2 separate regions of the Neogale vison genome follow, and region 1 is linked to region 2. The links are chromatin contacts, called in public Hi-C maps. All regions are on one chromosome and are shown on one strand. Each heading gives the region's core, a stretch centred on a gene start, on an enhancer-like site or on the middle of the called end of the contact. The rest is flanking DNA. Distances are from core to core; before and after follow the strand shown. Region 1 holds the start of RHOB (rho-related GTP-binding protein RhoB). Region 2 has its middle 65 kb from the start of HS1BP3.

Evidence for each region. Hi-C and Micro-C count contacts between places; a contact is called where the count stands out from the background.
Region 1: a contact with region 2 is called in a Hi-C map of fibroblasts, with 4 times the contacts expected there. The contact joins the promoter of RHOB here to the enhancer-like site in region 2. A contact is called at or near these places in 3 of 3 Hi-C or Micro-C datasets (fibroblasts, muscle and tongue).

What each region holds. Positions count from the first base shown.
Region 1 is chr8:128,896,315-128,902,101 of ASM_NN_V1, reverse strand. RHOB (rho-related GTP-binding protein RhoB) reads left to right here and starts at 3,405. Exons shown (of 1, transcript XM_044262013.1): 1 at 3,405-5,787. The coding sequence starts at 3,780. The coding sequence ends at 4,370.
Region 2 is chr8:128,796,245-128,802,188 of ASM_NN_V1, reverse strand. No RefSeq gene overlaps it. Among named protein-coding and RNA genes, the nearest start is that of HS1BP3, 65 kb to the right of the region's middle. Within about 2 kb of position 3,523, the one cell type or tissue checked has open chromatin away from gene starts, as enhancers often do. A contact at or near this core is called in fibroblasts, where this site is marked.

The DNA of each region.
Region 1 (5,787 bases), core at 2,156-4,655, 100 kb before region 2:
GTTAAAGTTGTCTTACATTCCTGTATATTATATTTAGGGTAAGAGAAGTCTATTATTATGTAAATTAGTGAGATTCAATAGCTTTTAATCTCTTTCTTCAAATCTCTTTTAGAAGTTACTAGTTAGGGGCGCCTGGGTGGCTCATAAGTTCAGCTTTGGCTCCTGGGTCTCAGCTCAGATCTTAATCTCAGGGTCATGAGTTCAAGCACTGGTTTGGCCTCCACAGTGTGGAGCCTGCTTGAAAAGAAAAAAAAGTTACTATTTGGGAAAGAATTTTCTTAAGTGTATATGAAAATAGTTGTATGTATGAATACATATCTATGTGACTATATATATAAATATATATGTGAGGGATTCCTAAAGAATCTATTTGTAAAACTAGAGTTTGACATCCTGTGAAAAAATCTTAAAATAAAAATAGTCATAAAATGCATGCCTTTTAACTAGATAAGACTTTTTATAATCATATCTTCATTATATATACACACACATATACTATGTGTGTGTATATATAAATGTAAATATAAATATAAATATATATATATATTTTTTTTCATTTTCTTTTTTCAAAGGGGAGAAAACAAACAAACCCTGTTAAGACTGCCACAAGGTGGCACTAAAATCTAATGAACATTCCAGTCTCTGGTCTTGTCTGAGAACCGCTGGGGGGTGATTTACAGGATCTGTAGGAAATATTGGACAAAACAAAACAAAACACCCCAAGTAAACGAAACTGAAGATTGGAGACAGATTAACATCTTCCTTTTGTCAGAGGGATCATTTCCCTCTCTCACTGGTGTAGGTGTCTGTCACACAGTGAGTCCATATGTTAATAAAGCTAATTTGTAACATGATTTCTTCTCACGGACCAATCCCTGCCCTTGCCCTTCAGTGGGCGTGTCCTGTGCAGGGAGAGGGGACGCAGGGAGGAGCCTGTCGGGCACATCACCTAGTTTGGAAAAGTTTATCCTGTGAGTGGTGCAGTCTTCAAAGTAGTCCGTTTCCACAGAATTTGTCAACGAATCCCAGACATAAAAATGAACAGCATGAAGAGAACTTGCTGCAGAACACGGATTTTCCTATTTGTTTACTTTGGCATATTTACCAACCGAGTATTTTTAGAAATATTGCGATATTGAAGTCCAGGCTTGGAACACTCATATATTATGTCTGAGGGTCAGGAAATGAGTGAATTGAATCCCTCTTCCTGATTCTTTGTGTCTCAGTTTCTCAAAAAATACATGGTACAAAGTTTTGTTTGATATTTTCTTACTATTTGAAGCTTAAGGACACAGCCAAGTTTCCCAAGCTATTTTAAGATAAAGGAAAGCTGTGTTTTAACAATGCAGCTATAAAAGGTTTTGACTAAAACAAAAAAATTAGGTAAGATTGTTCTAATAGACTATGTGAAGAAGAAGAAAAAAGAAGAATAAGAAGAAGAAGAAGAGGGAAAAAGAAAAGAGAAAAAAAGAAAAAAGAAAAGTTTCTGAATGGGAACCTAAACCAATGATCAAAAAAACCCTTCTTTTCTCCTGTGGGGTCCCACTGTGGAAAAATTATTTACTTGTTGACAATTTAGTTCCTTAGTTCAGAAAAACAAAACCAGTGGAGCTTATCCAGTATGAGGGAAGGGTGTTGGGGCGTTTCAATATTTTCCCTTTAGGACAGGCTCTAGGGATTATGGCACTACTGTCTTATTTGACTTGTTATGTCTGTGATGTTCATGTAGAGAACCAGACCTCAACACAGGAATTCCACGTGAAAACACCACAGCTTAGTTACAGCCGGCTGTATGGGCTTGGTTGGATGGCTGTTAGTGCAGAGCCTGGAGTCTGAGGTAGGAGACCCCAGAAAGTTCCGAGTTCCTGAGCATTTAGGTGAATTCTCCACAGTCATTTTACTGATTCTTTCATAGGCTCAGGCATGGTGCTAGGGCTCCAAGATGCTGAGGTAAGACAGAATCCTGGCACTCCACCAGCTTCCAGTCTTAGAGAGGGAGGCAGAAATATGAGGCCATAACCTCATGATGATGTGGGAGTCTCTCCTTTGCTGAAAAACCAGTAAGCATCCTTCTGCCTTTGTAATGGATATAGCCCAGTCTGTGTCGTTGGTACTTCAGCCCTCCATGACTGGCCTCAACCTGAGTTTCAACTCTCGCTCTCTCTCTCCCTATCAAGTGCAGTCACACTAAGTGAGTCCCTGATTTTAGAGTTTGTCTTATTCTTTCCCATCTCTCTGTTTTTCTCAAGCTCTTCCTTCTTCCAGCCAAGCCCTCCCTCTGTCCCCCTCCTCCCTCTTCTGTTCTATGAAATCCTTTGCCTGAGATCCTTCTAGATCAGACTCTGGCAGAGATCAGTCAAGTCCTGGTGTGTAGGAGAAGAGCTAGCACCCCACCAGACACGAATTTGTTGTGTCCTCGCCTGCAAGCTCCCCCTGCCCCCCTCTCTGTCCCCTACCTTAGGCCTCATCCTCTTCTTGCCCAATGGGGTGAGAGGTTGTTGGGTTTTATTGTATAATTTACTTCAGGCAGTTCACAGCCTGACTACCAGGATCTGAATTCATCATTCAATCCCGGGCTGAAGATGCGGTTTTCTGCCTTGTGACTTCCTCCCAGTGGACTTGAAGTCCAGCAAACAGCCCAACCTTCCTTTTTCACCATCCCTCCTGCCCCTAATCTTCCCCTAGAGATGTAGGGGGTGTGGGTGGAGGGTGGGGAGGAAGAGGGGAGGCGAGAGGACTTGGAAGAGCTGGAGGCTAGACCCAGGCCCACCCAGCTCACACGCAGCTCTTGGCCTTAGGGGTCCAAATCTAGAGCTGTCCCAGGAAGAGCCCCGGGTGGGGGAGATGGGAGGGGCGGACCAGACCAGGGAAGGGCCGTTTCTGAAAGAAAAGAACAGAACCTTCCCCGGAAACAAACGTGTGTGTCTGCGTGTGTGCATGTGTTTATTTAAAAACAAAACCGCTTAAAGGAGCCGCTCCCTCCCCCGCAGGTCCGGCCACCGCCGGGAGTTTGCAGCGAAGCGGGACAATTGGAGTGGGAGGGAGTCGCCAACGCCCCCACAAAGTGCTGCCTTCTCCCGGAACCGCTCGCCCAGGCCCCGCAGGCTCCAGGCCGCCAGCTCGGGGCCTTGGCCGGGCGAGCAGAAGACGCGGCAAAGCGAGGGAACGCTGGTGCGGCCAGAGCCCCGCAGCGCCAGCCGAGGCGCAGACTCCCCAGTCGCCGCCTCTCCCAGCCCCGCGGCCTGGGCCGTCAATCAAGCTCGGCCGGCCCCGCCCCTGGGCTGCAGCGGGTGCCCAATCAGAGCGAAGCTCCGCAGCGATGAGCTCAGTCGGCTCGCTTCCCATTGGGCGGCTATATTAAGAAAGTGGCCGTACTCTTTAAATAGCGGGCGCTAGGGCCGCAGCCCGCATCTGCCACCGCAGTCTGGCTGTAGTCGAGCGCTCTCCTGTACTCTGGCGAGACCCATAGAAGCCGGGGAGGGGACCAGGCCGGCTCCGCGGTTCCAGCCGCCGCTTGCGCACAAAGGCGCGGACCCCGGGCCCGGGGCGAGAAGAGCGGCCACCGCCCGGGAGCAGCGCGGAGACGCACGGCGCGCCCTATGCCCCCGCGCCCCCGCCGCGGCATCCGGAGCGCCCCGAGAGAACGCGCCGCCGCGGGGCCCGGGTGCAGCTAGCGACCCTCGCCCGCAGCGCGCAGCCCGAGGTGAGCAGTGAGCGGCGAGCGGGACGGCAGCGAGGCGTTCGCGGGGCCCCTCCTGCTGCCCGGGCCCGGCCCGCTCATGGCGGCCATCCGCAAGAAGCTGGTGGTGGTGGGCGACGGCGCGTGCGGCAAGACGTGCCTGCTGATCGTGTTCAGTAAGGACGAGTTCCCCGAGGTGTACGTGCCCACCGTCTTCGAGAACTATGTGGCCGACATCGAGGTGGACGGCAAGCAGGTGGAGCTGGCGCTGTGGGACACGGCGGGCCAGGAGGACTACGACCGCTTGCGGCCGCTCTCCTACCCGGACACCGACGTGATCCTCATGTGCTTCTCCGTGGACAGCCCCGATTCGCTGGAGAACATCCCCGAGAAGTGGGTGCCCGAGGTGAAGCACTTCTGCCCCAACGTGCCCATCATCCTGGTGGCCAACAAGAAAGACCTGCGCAGCGACGAGCACGTCCGCACGGAGCTGGCCCGCATGAAGCAGGAACCCGTGCGCACGGATGACGGCCGCGCCATGGCCGTGCGCATCCAAGCCTACGACTACCTCGAGTGCTCGGCCAAGACCAAGGAGGGCGTGCGCGAGGTCTTCGAGACGGCCACGCGCGCCGCGCTGCAGAAGCGCTACGGCTCCCAGAACGGCTGCATCAACTGCTGCAAGGTGCTATGAGGGCCGCCGCCGCCCTGCCTGTCCCCGCCTGCCGGCGCGGCGCCCCATCTCGGGCCCGACCCCCTGCCCCCCCACCTCGAGCCCGAAGAAGGGGAGACCCGCGCCCCCCAAGGACCCCACCGGACTGCCTGACGTCTGCCTTTCGGCCCGGCAGCTGTGACCCGGCTCCGGCCCTGGCGCGGGGAATCGGCGTGGGAGGCACCGGGCGCCCCCTTTCCAGTGTCTGTGTGCGTCCGGCTGTGTTGCACAGGCCCGGGCGCCTGCCGAGTGCCAAGGGTCCCCTGAACACCCATTTCTGAAGAGCCAAGCCTCTTCAGAGCGTGTGGCTGTGTGTTTGTTTGTTCGAGTCCCCCGCCCCACTTTCACCCACCCCCGCCTCTGGTCCCCGGAGAACAGCTTGGCGCCGGGGTGCAGCCGCGCCCCATCGGATGTTCGCCCGGAACCCAGCGAGCGCCTGCTATCCCTTGTCTGTAACATAGACCGCGGGAACTGCGGGAGGGGAGGGCTGGGGAGGATGGGGTGTTATATAAATATAGATATAATTTTATTTTCGAAGGTAGGATGGTGTTATTTAATGGTGGTGGTGGGTGGAGTGACAGGGCTCCAGAAGAGCTCCGGCCCACCCTGGGTCGGGCGCCCATCCAAGCATGAACAGGACTTGGCCATCTTTCCAACCCCTGGGGAAGACATTTGCAACTGCCGCGGGGCTGAGTGGACACAGCTTCCAGACTCTCGTCTCCCGCGGGCCAGCCCCCTGCGAGCCTCTCGCCAGCCCTGGGCAAGAGGAGGGAGAGTGCTTTGGGTCGTTTTTTTGCCATAAGCGAACTTTGTGCCTGTCATACAAGTGGAAATTGTTCAGTCCGAGAAACTGATGTTATCTGATTTATTTAAAAACTAAAACTTTTTTTTTTGAAATAATTCTTTGCACAATTGTTTTATTGTTTGACACTTAATGCACTTGTCATTTGCATAAGACAGTAGCATTCTGACCACCCTTGTACGCTGTAACCTCATCTACTTCTGATTTTTTTTTTTTAAAGATGTTGACTTTTTAAAAAAGAGGAAAAAGAAACCACTAATTTTTGTTTTGTTTTCTTGAAAAAGTGGCAACACTGTTTTGGGATTTTATTTGTGCACGGATGCACACTATTTTGATAAAGGGCAGTAACAAGTATTGGGACCTATTTAACCCCCCCCCCTTTTTTTTCCTCTTCACAAGGCAGTCTCGAAAAGCTATGTGAAATTTTCTCTGCATCTTTGTACAGAGAATGAACCTGCCCCTAGTCTCTCCTTTCTCACCCTCCCTTCCCTACCCAGTGGTACTTCTACTAAATTGTTGTCTTGTTTTTTTATTTTTTAAATAAACTGACAAATGACAAAGTGGTGAGCTTATGATGTTTACATAAAAGTTCTATAA
Region 2 (5,944 bases), core at 2,274-4,773:
CTGAAGTTTCTGTTTCTATTCTGCACGGAGTGATTGCTTTCTATGAACCAAAAGACACACAGTCATACCCTCCGGTTCAGTGGAAAACAAATGATAAAGTCAGAATTCCCCCTAAGGTAGCCTTTCCCAGGGACACACGTCCAGTATGGATGGTTTCTGGGAATCCCAGCAGTAATTTGTTTGGGGTCTACTGTCTCTGGCCGCCCCTTTGCCTGAAGGTCTAGCTGTGGTTCTGACCACTCCAGAGGAAGGCCAGGTCTGGACCGGCGTCATGCGAGCGTCCCTGGAGGCTCTGCCCAGGGCAACACTGATTCCGGAGGGTTTTGTGCATGGAGTCCATGTTTGGTCCGGCCTCGGCCAGTCTGACTTTGGGGGCCTGTCTGGATCAGTGTCCTGTGTGTCGTAGGTGCTCATAACAACGTGGATTAGACTGAGGATCAAAGACCCTAACTTTGTGGAATGATCAAGCCCACAGGAATACAGAGGAAGGCAAAATTGTGGCACCTATGTTGGCCAGAGAGGGCGACACGGGGGTGACTGACGGATGACCGGGGCTGTGGAGATGGCAGTTAGGTGGCCGGCAGAGGGGAGAAGAGAGCATGGCAGGTGGAGAGGAGTCAGCGGTGGAGACCCAGACCTGGGCTTGAGTGTGAGCTGTGTAGGAGCGATAGGCTTAGGGCAGACGGTGTATGCTAGAGGGGCTCCGTGAACACAACAGGCCGTATCACAGCGTGCTAAGTGGCCAGGAGTGGCAACAGTGTCCCAGGAGCCCTCCGTGGGGGGCAGAGGGTAGCAGTGGGGTTGTGGCTGCATCTGGAAGGCGGAGTCCTGTCTTGAACAGAGCTGGGCTGGGTACTCCTGACCTGACTGCGTCTGGTGTGGCGGACAGGGTCCGAGTAGAAGGGATTAGAACCTGGGGCGCCTGGACAGCTCAGATGGTTAAGCCTCTACCTTCGGTCCAGGTCATGATCTCTGTGTCCCGGCATCGGGCTCCCTGCCTGCTTCTCCCTCTCCACACCCGCCCCCCCACCCCCGCTCATGCTTTCTCTCAAATGAATAAACAAAATCTTTAAAGAGAGAGAGAGAGAGAGGACTGGAACCTGAATGTGGGCCCGGCCATCACGGGTGGAGTGAGGAGGACAGAGGGGCAGGGATCTGGAGACCGACTGCAGGGGTGCGGAGCTGGTGGAGGCTCCTGGGCCAGGCAGGAGCACATTTGGTGCAGAAGAGGCCACGAATCTGGGGTAGACACTCGAAGTGATCACACACGTGTCTCTCTGCACGCACCCCTACGTCTGCACACATGGGGCTGTAAGGGGGCGTCACGCTGTGCCCACCGCTGGCTCAGGGTAGGACGCCCTCCTGTCCTTGCAGACGCTGCGGAGCACAGACACAGCCAAGCCCGGGAGACGTTCTGGGGAAAGAACAAAAACCTCACCTGCCACTGAGTTGGGTTTGCAGGGCGAGCACCAGTGGGCCTCGAGGACTTGGGGTACGGGCTGGGGACGTGGAAGTGGGGACACTAGGAATTGATGTTCTTCTAATGTCGGCTCCATATGTATGTGTAGGGGAGAGGCAGGGGGTGGGGGAGCCGAGAAAGGAGAACCCTTTCTGCGGGCCTGAGCCGTTCAGCCCTGGCCCCGCAGGCGGCCCATTCACAGACAGCAAAGGCCTCCTCAGAAAGCTCCCAACCGTCTTGATTCTTGGGGGGTCCTGCCTCCTCCCAAGTGTCCTTTGAAACCATGTGCCCTGTTCTCCCCGAGAGAAGTTCTAGTTCACACCCTCTTCCCAGCTCCCTGCGCTCATCAGGGCCCATCAGTGGCTTTCATATAGCTCCAATGGGGGCAGAGGTGGGAAGGGGAAGAAAGACCCTCCAGGGGGAAGAAGGACCCACCTGGGAAGCGTAAGGGGGCTTTCCTGGTGGCCGGAGCGTGGCCTGGGAGTCGAGCTGGGCAGAAGCCCGGGCCGAGCCGGGGCCAGGGGGACTAAGGCTTGGCGCTCAAGTGGAAACGCTCAAGCTTTGAGCCTGAGGCCAGTGACGTCTTTAGAGCGGCTGCTGCACGCAGACGGGAGGCCGTGCGAGGGCTCCTGTGCTCGGCGTTGAAGCTGGGGGTGGGGGGTGGGATGGGCCTTCCAGAGAGGCGCAGGGCAGAGCTGGGCAGGGAGTCCGCCCAGAGCCTGTCTGGCTTCCTCCGGGCGGCTCTTCAGCTGCTCAGGGCAACGCTCAGCCGTGGGATGGGCTCATTCCGCCAGGAGGGGCCTTGGTCTTGGTGATTTCTGGCGCTGAGCCCTGGGGTCCCCACACCTGCAGGCTTGGGCTCTATCCCTACGGGGTTTCCAGGTGGTCCTTGGAGCGGGATCGTTCAGCCCGCTACCCACTCAGATGTGAAATGCCAGTAGAAGGCGACAATGACCCCATTCTGGGGCCTCACACCACTGTGGCCGTCTTCTCCTTGGAGGCTCTGGCGGGTGGCCCCGCCCATCCCCGGGGCCGGAGGAAAGGTGGGCCGTCCAAAACGCGTGTTCCACTGTGAGCTTCCGCTGTGAGCTTCTGGGGGGTGAATGAGAACAGAAGCCCCACCGAGAGCCCCTCCAAAACTATGGGCTGGCTCTGAGCAGGGCAGCTGGCGTCTGTACACCTGCGCCTGCCCACAGCAGCCTCAGGAGAAGTACCACAATCCCATTTTATTGACAGGAAAACTGAGGCTCAGAAAGGTAGAGTAACTTGGTCAAGGCCACACAGTGAGTGGATGTGTGGCTCTGGGACTCTGGAGCCATGCTCTGTACCAGGCAGGGAGGTATCTCTTATTTTTTTAAATTTTTATTACTATTTTTAAGAGATTTTATTTATTTATTTGTCAGAGAGAGTGAGCACAGACAGACAGAGGGGCAGGCAGAGGCAGAGGGAGAAGCAGGTTTCCTGCTGAGCAAAGACCCTGATGTGGGACTGGATCCCCAGGATGCTGGTATCATGACCTGAGCCCAAGGCAGCCGCTTAACTCACTGAGCCACCCAGGCATCCCAGGGAGGTATCTTTTAAACAACCACCACCATTAACAGAAATGTTCAAGTTCCAAGAATTGAAATGGCCTCACTACCACATGGCTTATTGTTTTTGAAATCTTTGTTGAATCCAGCCAAGTGGGAAGTCTGACCCTTGTTCCCTTCTTAGCCTCACAGGCCAAGTCAGGATCTGTGGCCACCCCAGGCCTTGACTTCTTGCCAGTCCCAGGTTGGCCCTGCCGGGGATGCTCCTAAGGCACTTGCCCGGGGCTTCTCCTGAGTTCAGGAAACTCCCCAGGACACAGCTGAAGCTGGGCGGCGACCACGGGCGTGCGGAGCCCAGAGAGAGTGGAGTGGGGGTTTCCCTGGAAGGACTCCATCAGCTTGGGGTGTTTTCTTCCTGCTGGCTCTCTTGGCCCAGTATCCCTGCCTCCCCCCCACCGACCCCCGCCTTGGCCTCCAGGAACTTGCTCAAGGCCGGGGGACCAGGACTCTGGGGCGTTCGTGGGCGGTGAGCTTCCCGGGGCTGTCCATTGACAGGGCTTCCCCAGAACAGCCGATGAGATCATCTGCCGTTTCAGGCTGGTCTGAGAGATCCTCGGGCGCAACAAAGCAGGCCCAGGAGATATCCTGTATGACTCATCGGTGGGCCATGCACCAGGGGCTTCCGGCCCTCAGCAGAAACCAGACACAGAGGACCATTGTTTACCCCGGAAGCCCCCCGCTGGCCCTGCAGGCTCAAAGGGGTCATTTGTGTTTTCTCCCGGGTTCTCTGGAACTATAGTCTGGGGGATGGAGGTCTAGGGCAGCCTGGGTCCCTGCAACATGAGGAAAATCAGTGTCCAGTCACTCACCCATAAATCCCACAAGAATACCCCTGATACAGGAGCATGTCTTTCTCCCTCCTGGCTTGAAAAAAAAGAAAAAAAGGGAAAAAAAAAAAAAAGGCAAGTGAAAAGGTTTTGGATCAGTAGGAGAGGCAGCTAGGACTGGTTTCTCTGCTCTTTCCAGGCCCTCACGTAGGACACCCTCTGGGACACAGACCCAAGGAACTGTTGTAGAAGGCACAGGGCAGGTGGCCAGAGCTGGGCAAGGAGGAAGACCGGGCTGCCCTGGTGCCCCTTGCTACGGATCAAGCTGGGTGCCGGGGGAAAAAAGCCAAAAAATCTTTTTTTTTTTTTTTTTTTTAAGAGGAATCAAAGGATATAAAAGAGAATTCACAGGAAACAAAATCCAAATGACCAACAAGTTCACAAAGAAGTTGTAAACCTCACTAGTTATCAAGGAAATGCAAATTAAAACAATGAGGTACTATTTCACACCCGTGTGAGATTGGCAAAAATCACCGGGACAGATACTGTCAGGAGCTGGTGGGCTGGGAAAGGGGGAGGCCTCAGGGGCTGCTGGTGGGAACCGACACCAGGCCAGCGGGCTGTGAGTGTTCATGGAAAATCTTACGTAAATTCAGTGGGTGCAGACCTTGGAACAGGAATCTTGCTCCCGTGGAGTGCAGCCCGAGTAGGCATGAGGCCCTAGAGTACCAGAGCAGAGCACCCCCTCCCCAGGAAGGGTCTCCCCGCCCCAACCTCCACATACTCCCCAGCATGTGGGTTTTCTTCAGCAAAACCTGGAAACCAGGCCCCAGTGAGGTCCTGCGTGGGGCCGGCCACGATGCAGCTGTGGACTCTGGCCCTTCAGGGCTTGGGTTCAGGGCTCTGACTCTAAAGAAGGCAAGACACCCCATTCCCATTCCAAGCTCTAAGTTAACATCCCAACCCTTCCAACTCATGAGCTTTCTCTCTTTGGGTAACAAATTACCATAAACTTAGCAGCTTAAAACCGCACACATTTATCCTCCCATCTCCCGTTGCTGTGGATCAGGAATCTGGGCCCGGCTTAGCTGGATCCTTTGCTCAGGGCCCTCTAAGGCTGGAATCTGAGTGGAAACTGGCAGCACTCTCATCGGGGGGCTCAGGTGGGGAAGGCTCTGCACCTGAGTTCAGGCCGGAAGACGAGGCCCCTCAGCGGGAGGCCACCCCCCCTCCCCGATCGAGACCACCTGTGCTTCCTTGCCAGGTGGGCTTCCTTGATGGCTGTTTACTCCATCTCGCTGGCAAGGACGGGCTCTCCACTCAGAGCGGGCCCAATCCCATGTTTAAGGGTTCTTACTCGATTAAGCCAGCCCCACACAGAATAACCTCTGTTTTGATGAGCTCAAAACCAACTGATTTGGGATTTTAACAACACCTGCAAAATCCCCTCATAGTCTATGAACTAGGACCAGGTCCCAGGTCCTGCCTACAACCAAGGGGAGGGAAATACGGACGGAACTTCGGGCAGGAAAACACGGTGCGCCACCACAGGGTGGCTGGGGATGTTGGCTTGGGGTGGGGTGGGACAAGGCAGGGCTGCGGAGGGAGGGCCGACAGGGGTAGGGCTGGGGTGCTTGTCCACCTGGGGTGTGGAGGCTGTGAAGAGAGGCGGGGGTGGGAAAGCAGGTCTTGGGGAGGGCTGGCCTCTCAGGAGCATGAAGAAGTGAGGAAGGGCTTGGGGCAGCGGGCACGCACCGTGTGCCGGGCAGGTGCCCTGGGATGACCATTTCTCCTTCTCCAGCTGAAAGGGCCCCAGGGACAGGCACCCCCTATACACGTCAGCCCCTTACATTGTAACCTCTTCTGCCCCCTGTCCTTGCCATCGGGGACCCGCCCCCTCCTCCTCTCGGCTTTCATGGGTACCTACGAGGTCAGCTAAGGGGCAGATGGGAGGGCACTGCCTGTGCCCACAGAGGGACAATGGGAGGACTGTCAGCCTGCTGGCCTCGGCTCAGGCTGCTCCAGGGAGGAACACTGTCAAACAGGAATAAGCACCCACTATGCTGGGGCTTCTCCCACTGCGGGGTTCAGATCTAGCCGGGACCCTCTTGGAGGGCCTGAGCGTCCAG